Regions from separate parts of the Ovis aries genome. Here all the other regions are linked to region 3. A link is a contact called in public Hi-C data. All regions are on one chromosome and are shown on one strand. The core of a region is the stretch at or near the end of the contact, and the rest is flanking DNA. Distances in the headings are between cores, read along the strand shown.

Region 1 (2,700 bases), core at 82-2,581, 190 kb before region 3:
AACTGACCTGTCTTTCAGCAGCATGAGGGTGAACCCGTCACCCCCCTCACCCCTGCCGCCTGCCTGTGGAAGCTCACAGTGCCAGAATTCACTGTTCATTCTGGCCTATTTCTGGTGACAGACTCCAGACCTTTTCTTGACCCTGGACTTTTGGACTGGTTCAGGCTCACTTCAGGAGCATTTTCTACAATTGGGAACCCAGACCTCCTACAACTTAGGAGAGTCTTTCTCAAGGACCTGAAGGCCACTCCTTGAAATGTAACCACCAGGAGGGACAGGGTCTGTCCCCCAGTTCCTACCGCACGATGGGATCTTAGCTTCTGTAACCACCAGTTATCAGCACAGCAGCCGTATCCCACCGAAACCGCCCAAACGCCTGCCATTTTTCACTTGAACTCCACCCTTCTGTCCTGTCCTGAAAACGCCCAGTCCTCTCCGCACAATTTGAACTGGAATTCAGGGCTTCCCCCACTGCCTGGACCACTTAATAAAAGGTTTTCTGCCGCTCTTCGAATCAGCGTCTGGTTATCTCGGCCAGAGTTCGGGGGATCACTGTTTCTTTTTCTGTAAAGCTACTTTAAGCTGGGTAAGAAAACAGAAAAACTTGGGATTTTGTTCAAGGGGGTCACTCTTCCCCGTGGACCTGACACAGGGATGGCCTGACTTGCCGCCCCCCAAGGCTGTGGGGTCCCCCAGCCTCGGGAGGGGCCGAAGGGTAGGATTTGAGATGAGGAGTGTTCTAGGATGTTGAAGCGGCCGGAAAACAGGGAAAGAGGCGAGAGGAGAGGTGGGAGGGGACGGAGGGGGACGAAGGGGACGCCAAGCCTGCCAGCATCCGGAGGGCACGGGGCGCGGGGATCCCGCGGGGGCAGTGCGCAGCCAGGGAGGCGGTCGGCCTGGGCTGGGGGTGAGGCCAGGAGGCGGCGCGTGGTGGGACCAGGGCCGCCAGCACTCACTCACCCGGTGCAGAAAGCTCAGGCGGTCCCGCAGCGGCGGCGTGGCCGCCATGGTGCCGGCCACCTTCCGGCCCCGCCCCGCTTCCGCCAGGCCCGGGCCCCCGCCAATCAGTGCGTGAGCCTGACCCCGCGGGCCAATTACCCGAGTGAGGAGGGCCTTGCGGCCGACTTCGGGAAACAGTTTGCGCGTGAACCAATACAAAGTCCAAGGACAGCGACCGACAACGAGCCAACTGCAGGGCTCTGGGAGACTGAGAGCGGTTCCGGAGAGGCTAAGGCGAGGGCTAAGCCTGACCAAGTGACAAAGCGCAAGAAAGATTGTGGGCGGAAGTGCCTGCCGGTTAAGCTGTTGGGCGCCGGAAGAGGCCGGACCTAAGATGGCGGCGCCCACAGGTGCCGGGAGGAGCCGCTCATGTCGGGGAACGGAGCTGTGTGGGGTCGCGTGCGAAGCCGCCTCCGCGCCTTTCCCGAGTGTCTAGCTGCCTGTGGGGCCGAGGTGCGGAGTCGTCAGGCGGGGCAGGAAGGGCCGCGCGAGGCGGGGTGCAGGTTGGCGGGGGGCGGCTAGTGGTGACCCGGGAGCGGCGGCGGCGGGGTCCGCCCGGGTAATGAGCGGGCGCGGGGACCGTGGCGACCCTCGCCCATCTCCGTCCGCCCCCAGGCCGCGGCCTACGGCAGGTGCGTGCAGGCGTCCACGGCCCCGGGCGGCTGCTTGAAGAAGGATCTGTGCGCGCAGGAGTTCGAGGCTTTGCGGAGCTGCTTCGCTGCTGCGGTAAGTGAACGCCAGCCTCGCCCGGGGGTGGGACCCTAGGGGGCGGGGACCCACGTTACCTGTTTGGGAAACGGGCTTCCTTTTCTTCTGGGTTCGATGTTGGGCTCCAACAGGTGCTTCACGGGGGCACAGCCCCACACCAGCCGGCGCGACCCCCGCCGCCACGGAGGCTGCCTGTAATGAGGCTAGCACAAGGTTTTGAGCTGGTGCCCAAGATGTCAAGGTCCTGGGTTCCCTCGACTCGGTGGGTCTGGGGTGGGCCACGATGCCCACAGTCAGTTCTGTTCACCAGAGCTGCTTGTGCTGAGTACTGGACCTGGCAGGGGACAGTTGGGTCAGCTCACTAGAATTTAGGGAATCCAAGGAATCTCTATGATCCAGGATGGAGAATGCATGGGCCATACTTCATTTCCCAGAGGGCTCAAAGAACCCCTTGCACCTTCCTAGCAATCATTGTGGCTGGGATATGCGGCTCGCCCTTGTCACCAATCTCCAATATGACATGTTTCATCCAAGATGCACGTGTCGCTTGGACTTGCTTCCTGGCTCTTGGCAGCTTCCTTGCTTTACTCAGAGCACTCCCTCCGGGAAGTACAAACCTTCATCCTGTGGTCAGTGGTTGGAAGGATTCACATGTAAAATAAAGATCACACACTCCTGGCCAAACCAGGCTTTTCCCTACCGCCTGTGGTTATTAGTCAGGATCACAGGTATCCTGTGAATCCTCTCTGGAAGGAATCCTCTCTGATTCCTTACGCTTCTTTGCCCCTGTCATGTTGTCTTGCCCCCGGGAGCGTGTGGCTGCCTCTCCTGCTGTTTTCCATTGAGGGCAACCTAACCACAGGCCCCAGGCACTGGAAGTTCAGAACAGGGAACCTGGGGGTTTCTCATTTAAAGACACAAGCCATTTTGTCTACTCTGCCTGCACCCTGAGGCTCTGTGGGGGTGCATGAGGAGGCAGGAGGGGAGCCTGTG
Region 2 (2,700 bases), core at 182-2,681, 160 kb before region 3:
GCTGGCACCGTCCCTGGCCCTACACTGTCCCACTGGCCACTGCTGGTGGGCAAGAGTCACCGTGGACAGCTGTCCCCACCTCGGTCCTACAGAGGGGAGTCAGCGGCCACACGCACACACACCCATGCAGACCAGGGAGGTGGCAGAGGACCTGCAGGGGGACTGCCCAGCTCCTAGGGCCAGGGCCAGGGCCACGCCAGGGAGCCCCAGCACCAGATCTCAGGGCAGGGGCGTCCCCAGCACACACGGGGGGAAGCCCCTGCCCAGGAGCCGCTGAGGGGAGGGGCTGTGCCCACATGTGAGGATGGATGGGTGTGGCAAGGCTGTGGTGCCCGCCTTCCTCAATCCTGCCTGTGGCACCTGCAGAGCACCTGCTCATCTCACCAAGCAGCCGATGACTCAGTTTACCTGAGTCAGAGGTGTCTGCCTGCCCCGCACAGGCTGGGCCTCCATGCGCTCTGTGCTCTCTCTGAGCTGCGCTGGGGGCCTGCTGGTCCTGTGCCGCCCTGTACTCATCTACCTCGAAGTCAGACCAGGGAGGGCTGCACACTGACGGCCCAGCAGAGGCCCAGCCCATCCAGGGTGGGGAGACCAGCCAGGCAGCAGGGCCCATGGCCACCTGGCAAGGGCAGCAGGGCTCCCAGCCTGCATGCCCTTCAGGGCCAGATGTGCAGGGAAGAGCCCCAGCTCTAGACCCTCGGCTCCACTCCCCAGGTGATATGGGCACATCCCCAGGCCCCGCGCCTTCCGTGAGCTGCAGACAGAATATGAGCTCACAACCCGCCCCTTTCCAGAACCCATAACTCAACCTGAGAACCAAGCCCAAGAGACCCACTTGATGACAGAGCAGCCCCCACCAGAAAGCCAGACCAAACCCACAGGAAAAAAGGACAATCGGTAACTAGGTACACGGCAAAAGGATGTAGCTTCTGTCACCAACTCTAACAGGGACGTTAAACAGCAAGAGCGGAGTGTGCTCTGGCGGAAACCGAGCTGCCAAGCGAGACGAGAAGTGGGAACGACGATTTGGATCTCGCGTGTGGGTGTAAACACAGCAGTCGGAACAAGTCTCATCTGTCACGTTAGTTTACAACTGGCACGGTTCACGCCCGTGGAGCTGCAGGGGGCTGCTCTGCCAGACCCCCGCCACCGACGGTCCTTTCTTGTCCCGGCCGGATTTACGCCTCTTTTGAGCAGGGTTACCACCCGGCCGGGCATGGATCGTAGGTTCCTGTCATTTGGTGGAGAAGGTAAGGCTGCTGGAATTATGGAAATCACTGCTCTGCATTTACAGAGCCCCAAGTGCCAGAGCGCATGCCTGCTCAAACGCACACACGTGTGCGCGCACACAGGCACACACACACGCGCCTCTGAAAGCGTCCCAGCAGCAGTCTGAAGTCAATGTTTGCGCAATTCCCTCTTAAATATTCTCACACGAATAGCTAAACTCTGGCAAAATGCTTGGGACTCTGTGAGTCAGATGGTTCGGGGCTGTGCTGTGCTCCCCACAGCCAACTCTGCTCGTGGGGGATTTGGCAAACTGGGCGTTGTCGCCAACAGTGCCGGCAACACATCTCGGGAACAGTCAATTTCTCTCCCGGTAAACACAGAACTCCCGCCCTGAACCCGGAGTGGGAGAGGCCACGGTGAAGAACACCTTCCTCCTCATGGCCTGGATCACCCACTGAAAGAAACGGTGCTTCCCGCCCCCAGGATGGCAGCCTCCCCTTGCAACACTCACCCCCAGGGCCCCAGGAGCAGGTAGTACTTACGACTGGCAGGCAAAGGACATGCCAAAGATGGGGATGCAGCGGAAGACGCCCTCCCAGCGGATGTAACTGACCCGCTGCAGCCACTGCCCACCGAAGAGGCCGTGCTTGAAGGAGGAGAGCACGATCTGCGAGGAGAAGGAAGCGGGACTCGGCACAGGGCAGCACACACAGGTGGGACTCGGGCCAGGGCCGGGCAGGGCACCGAGACAGCCGGCACCACAGTGCAGGCCCCGCACAGGGCAGCCTGTTGCCACCGGCTGGAGGGGCTGGGGGGGCTGCAGGGGCTGGGAGTGGTGTGTGGCCCCAGGGTTTCGGCTCTCTGCTGTGCCACCAGCTGGCCAGGTGCTGCCCAGAGGAGCTGTGGGGCCTCCTGGCACCAGGGGCGGCTGCCCATCCAGGGCTACAGATGGTAAGCAATGAGCCCCACCTGCTGTGCACACCCCAGTCGCCTCCAGGTCAGGACAGTCCCCCAAGCTGGCAGGTCCTTGCCAGTCCTGTGCAGACATAATTTAAAAGACAGACCCATCAAGGACAGGGCTGCCTGGAGAAGCAGAGGAAGGATCACTGGGCTGGCCCTCAGAGCCGAGGGGCACTGGAGACACCACCCGGGGCTTGGTCTTCTAAGGAGAGCCCACTGCACAGACTCTCCCATTCTGCTCCCACCGGAGTGGTCAGGGGCTCAGGCCCAGGGGCTCCCAAGGGGCGCCCTGAGTATCAACTCCAGACTGCACCCCCCTGCCCTCTCAACAGTCAGTGATAAACACTCATTAGACAACAACTGCTCTCACCTCGTCATGACAAAAGGCTGGCCTCCTGACTCTTGGCCACAAAGCCCACATAAAAGGTCTTCCGTGAACTGGGGAGCATCACGCTTTCACTCCCTGCCTCAGAGCGCTCCCCTCCCCTGCGGCCCCATCTGGCCACTGGG
Region 3 (2,700 bases), core at 91-2,590:
TGAACTGTGTGGCCCACGCGCACTGACAAGCATGCTCTGCACCCACTGCTCTGCCCTGTGTTCAACTCACTGCTTGCATGTTGTCTTCCCACTCCTAGGGCTTGGACTGGTTCTGCACCAGAGAGGAGGCCGAACCCCGCCCCACTCATTTCTCAACAACCTCAGCATAGGCGTGCACTTACATCCTGTGTCACTGCCTACAAAACAAAACAGCAATGTTTCTGAGATGCTTTTATTCACACTTCCCAACAGGTGCTGGACACCTCCCCATTTCCCTACCCCAGCTGCCCTGCCTTGTGGCCCAAGGCTGACCTGTGGGCGCCGTGTTAATTGGAATTCAGCCAAAAAGGAGCTGGCAGATGAGAGGCGCAGGCAGGAGTAAAGTGAGGTCAGTATATATATCACCTGGCTCCTCCCGGCCAGTCGCTGTATCCCTCCCTCCAAGGTCGGAGCTCCTACAGGATGGGCCTCTCCTGTGGCTACAGCTACCCTTCAGGTCAAAGTGGTAACAGCTCCCCTTTGTTGCTGGCCCTGGGCAGCACCATCTCTCCTTTAATTCATTCATTTTCCATTTATTCAACTCTCCTCAAATACTCTGTCTGAGGGTGCCATAAAAATGTAAGACCACATCAATTGGCCATAAAGAACATTCTTGTATGTTCCACTTGGAGTAGCTTGGAGGGGAGACTAATGGAAACTAGGGGGAGGCTAGCCTCCAAGCCTCCCCTGGGGCCACCACTGTTTGTGTCCCCAGGATAATAGTAGAAGGTGTCAATAACTGACTCAATCGATATATGAATTGATCCCGCCTAGCCCCTTTACCACCCAACAGCAGACTGCCTCTTCCTTCCTTCCACCCGATCCGCTTCAGCCTTCATGGCCAAGCCCAGATGGCACGCTCCTTCCTTCCTCGTCCCCTGAGGTCAGGAGAGTACAGCGGTGAGTGGCTCAAGCCCCCAGGGAAGGTGAGGACCCGCAGCCGAGCAGCAGAGTCAGAAAACCAGGTCTCCAGGGGCTTCCGCCCTAACAGGCTAGGTGGATTTGAAGCTGTCACTTCACTCCACGTGTGCAACGGGAGCAACCACGACCCTAACCCTGCACAGCAGATGACCCAGAAGATGGTACAGTGCTTTGCGTGCAAAGGGCACTCGGGGACCCTCGGGACGGTGGGGGGTCCTCAGGGTTGGGGGTCCTTCAGTCGGCGCAAGTCGCTGCACGGTTACCCCCAGCACACCCAACTATAAGTACTCAGCCCGCTGCGGCCAGAGTACAGCGGCGCACGCCGCCCCACGTGGGGCCGCACGGGCTCGCGGCCCCGGCGCCCGATTGGTCTCCGTGCAGCCAATCAGAGGGCGTCGTTGACAGTGGCCTCGCCAATTGGCTGCGGGGAGCCTGCCAGGGAGGGGCGGGGCCTCCTTTTGTTCTTTCCTCCGCGGCACCGCGAGCCCGCCTCCTGGGCCCCGCCTCGGGGGTCCGGTACCGCCAGCGTTCCACCGTTGCGCGTACCCCCATCCCAGAGCTCAGGTTGGGGCCACTGGGGAGCTGCAGGCTGCGGCCGCGGACCCTACTAAGTGGCCGCTCCAGGGCCGGCCTCCCCTTCAGTCCCGTTTCCAACCACCCTCCCCCCAACATGCTCACACACAGGAGAAAGAACCCGCAGCCTGAAACACGGCCTGTGCTGGGACTGACCTTGGGCAAGCGCTTTCAGTTCGGTCCCTCAGTACACTTACCCTTGCTTTCTCCCTGTTTCCTAGGACTTGTGGAGAAGAAGAACCCATAAAAAATGAGCTCAGGCTCTTTCTAAAATGTACCCAGTGAGTGATAGAAAGTCTCTTGATTTTTCCAGAGGGAAAGTTTGTCGGAGACCAAGTGTCCGGATGTTGCTAACCTGAGACCGTTTTCAGAGTGACAGTCTTCTTCTAATCAGAGGGGATGGTTGGGGGATGGGGCAAAAGCCCCTGCCTCAGCCTGGCCAGCTGTGCAAACTCTCCCTAAATCATCTCCCTCTTCCATCACTTCACAGTGGCCTCCCTCTGGGGTGGAAAGTGGTGGCCCCAGGAGCCAGAGGCCCTTGCAGGGAGAGGGCTCTGGGCTGGGTTAGGGGGTCAGGGGTCCAGGTCTAGTCCCTTTCCCTCCCAGCCCACCACCTTCCCCCAGAAACTGCCTGGAGACATTTCCCAGTGCGATGGTGGCTACATACAAATCTCAGGAGGCAGTCAGCCTGCAGTACTGGCCCGGCTATGGACACAGGGCTCCCAATCTCTAGACTCCCCTCCCACTCAGAGTTCCCCTGTGCCCCTTCTCCCCAACCCACTGAGAACCAAGAGTCTCAGCATCTTTTCTTCCATGAGGTGTCAACCAAGAGGACCACCAGGACAACAGGAGGTACAGGGCCCCTGCAAGGGAGGAAGTCAAGCCCCAGGCACTCCTCAGCACCCACTCCAACCCCCATTGACCTGGAAAAGCCCCCAAACCACTGCTGATGGAGTCCTAATGGTGGCTTAGGGACAGCAGCTTGACAAACACAGGAGTCACCTCCGAAATCACCTGTCCAAGACCTAGGAGTAATGTAATTCCCTGAGATAGACTGGAATCTGATCCGTGTTCAGAATGCCTCCACATGCCATCAGTGGAGGAGTCCCTCAGCCATCGTGTGTGACTCCTTGGTTCTGGTGTGTTGGGCCAACCACTACAGCTCCC

What was found. Hi-C and Micro-C count contacts between places; a contact is called where the count stands out from the background.
Region 1: a contact with region 3 is called in a Hi-C map of liver, with 2.9 times the contacts expected there. The contact joins the promoter of NDUFAF8 here to the enhancer-like site in region 3. A contact is called at or near these places in 8 of 16 Hi-C or Micro-C datasets (blood, hypothalamus, liver and 3 more).
Region 2: a contact with region 3 is called in a Hi-C map of tail adipose tissue, with 5 times the contacts expected there. The contact joins two enhancer-like sites. A contact is called at or near these places in 4 of 16 Hi-C or Micro-C datasets (blood, omental adipose tissue and tail adipose tissue).

What each region holds. Positions count from the first base shown.
Region 1 is chr11:50,976,462-50,979,161 of ARS-UI_Ramb_v3.0, reverse strand. It overlaps NDUFAF8 (NADH:ubiquinone oxidoreductase complex assembly factor 8), which reads left to right and starts at 1,331. Exons shown (of 4, transcript XM_042256761.1): 1 at 1,331-1,452; 2 at 1,615-1,725; 3 at 1,839-1,969. The coding sequence starts at 1,369. It overlaps TEPSIN (TEPSIN adaptor related protein complex 4 accessory protein), which reads right to left and starts at 1,036. Exons shown (of 13, transcript XM_060394962.1): 1 at 961-1,036. The coding sequence starts at 1,008.
Region 2 is chr11:50,942,597-50,945,296 of ARS-UI_Ramb_v3.0, reverse strand. It overlaps SLC38A10 (solute carrier family 38 member 10), which reads right to left. Exons shown (of 17, transcript XM_060394961.1): 6 at 1,773-1,897. Among named protein-coding and RNA genes, the nearest start is that of SLC38A10, 11 kb to the right of the region's middle. Within about 2 kb of position 1,431, at least 1 of the 54 cell types and tissues checked has an H3K27ac peak or open chromatin away from gene starts, as enhancers often do. A contact at or near this core is called in tail adipose tissue, where this site is marked.
Region 3 is chr11:50,784,176-50,786,875 of ARS-UI_Ramb_v3.0, reverse strand. No RefSeq gene overlaps it. Among named protein-coding and RNA genes, the nearest start is that of ACTG1, 29 kb to the right of the region's middle. Within about 2 kb of position 1,340, at least 19 of the 54 cell types and tissues checked have an H3K27ac peak or open chromatin away from gene starts, as enhancers often do. A contact at or near this core is called in liver and tail adipose tissue, where this site is marked.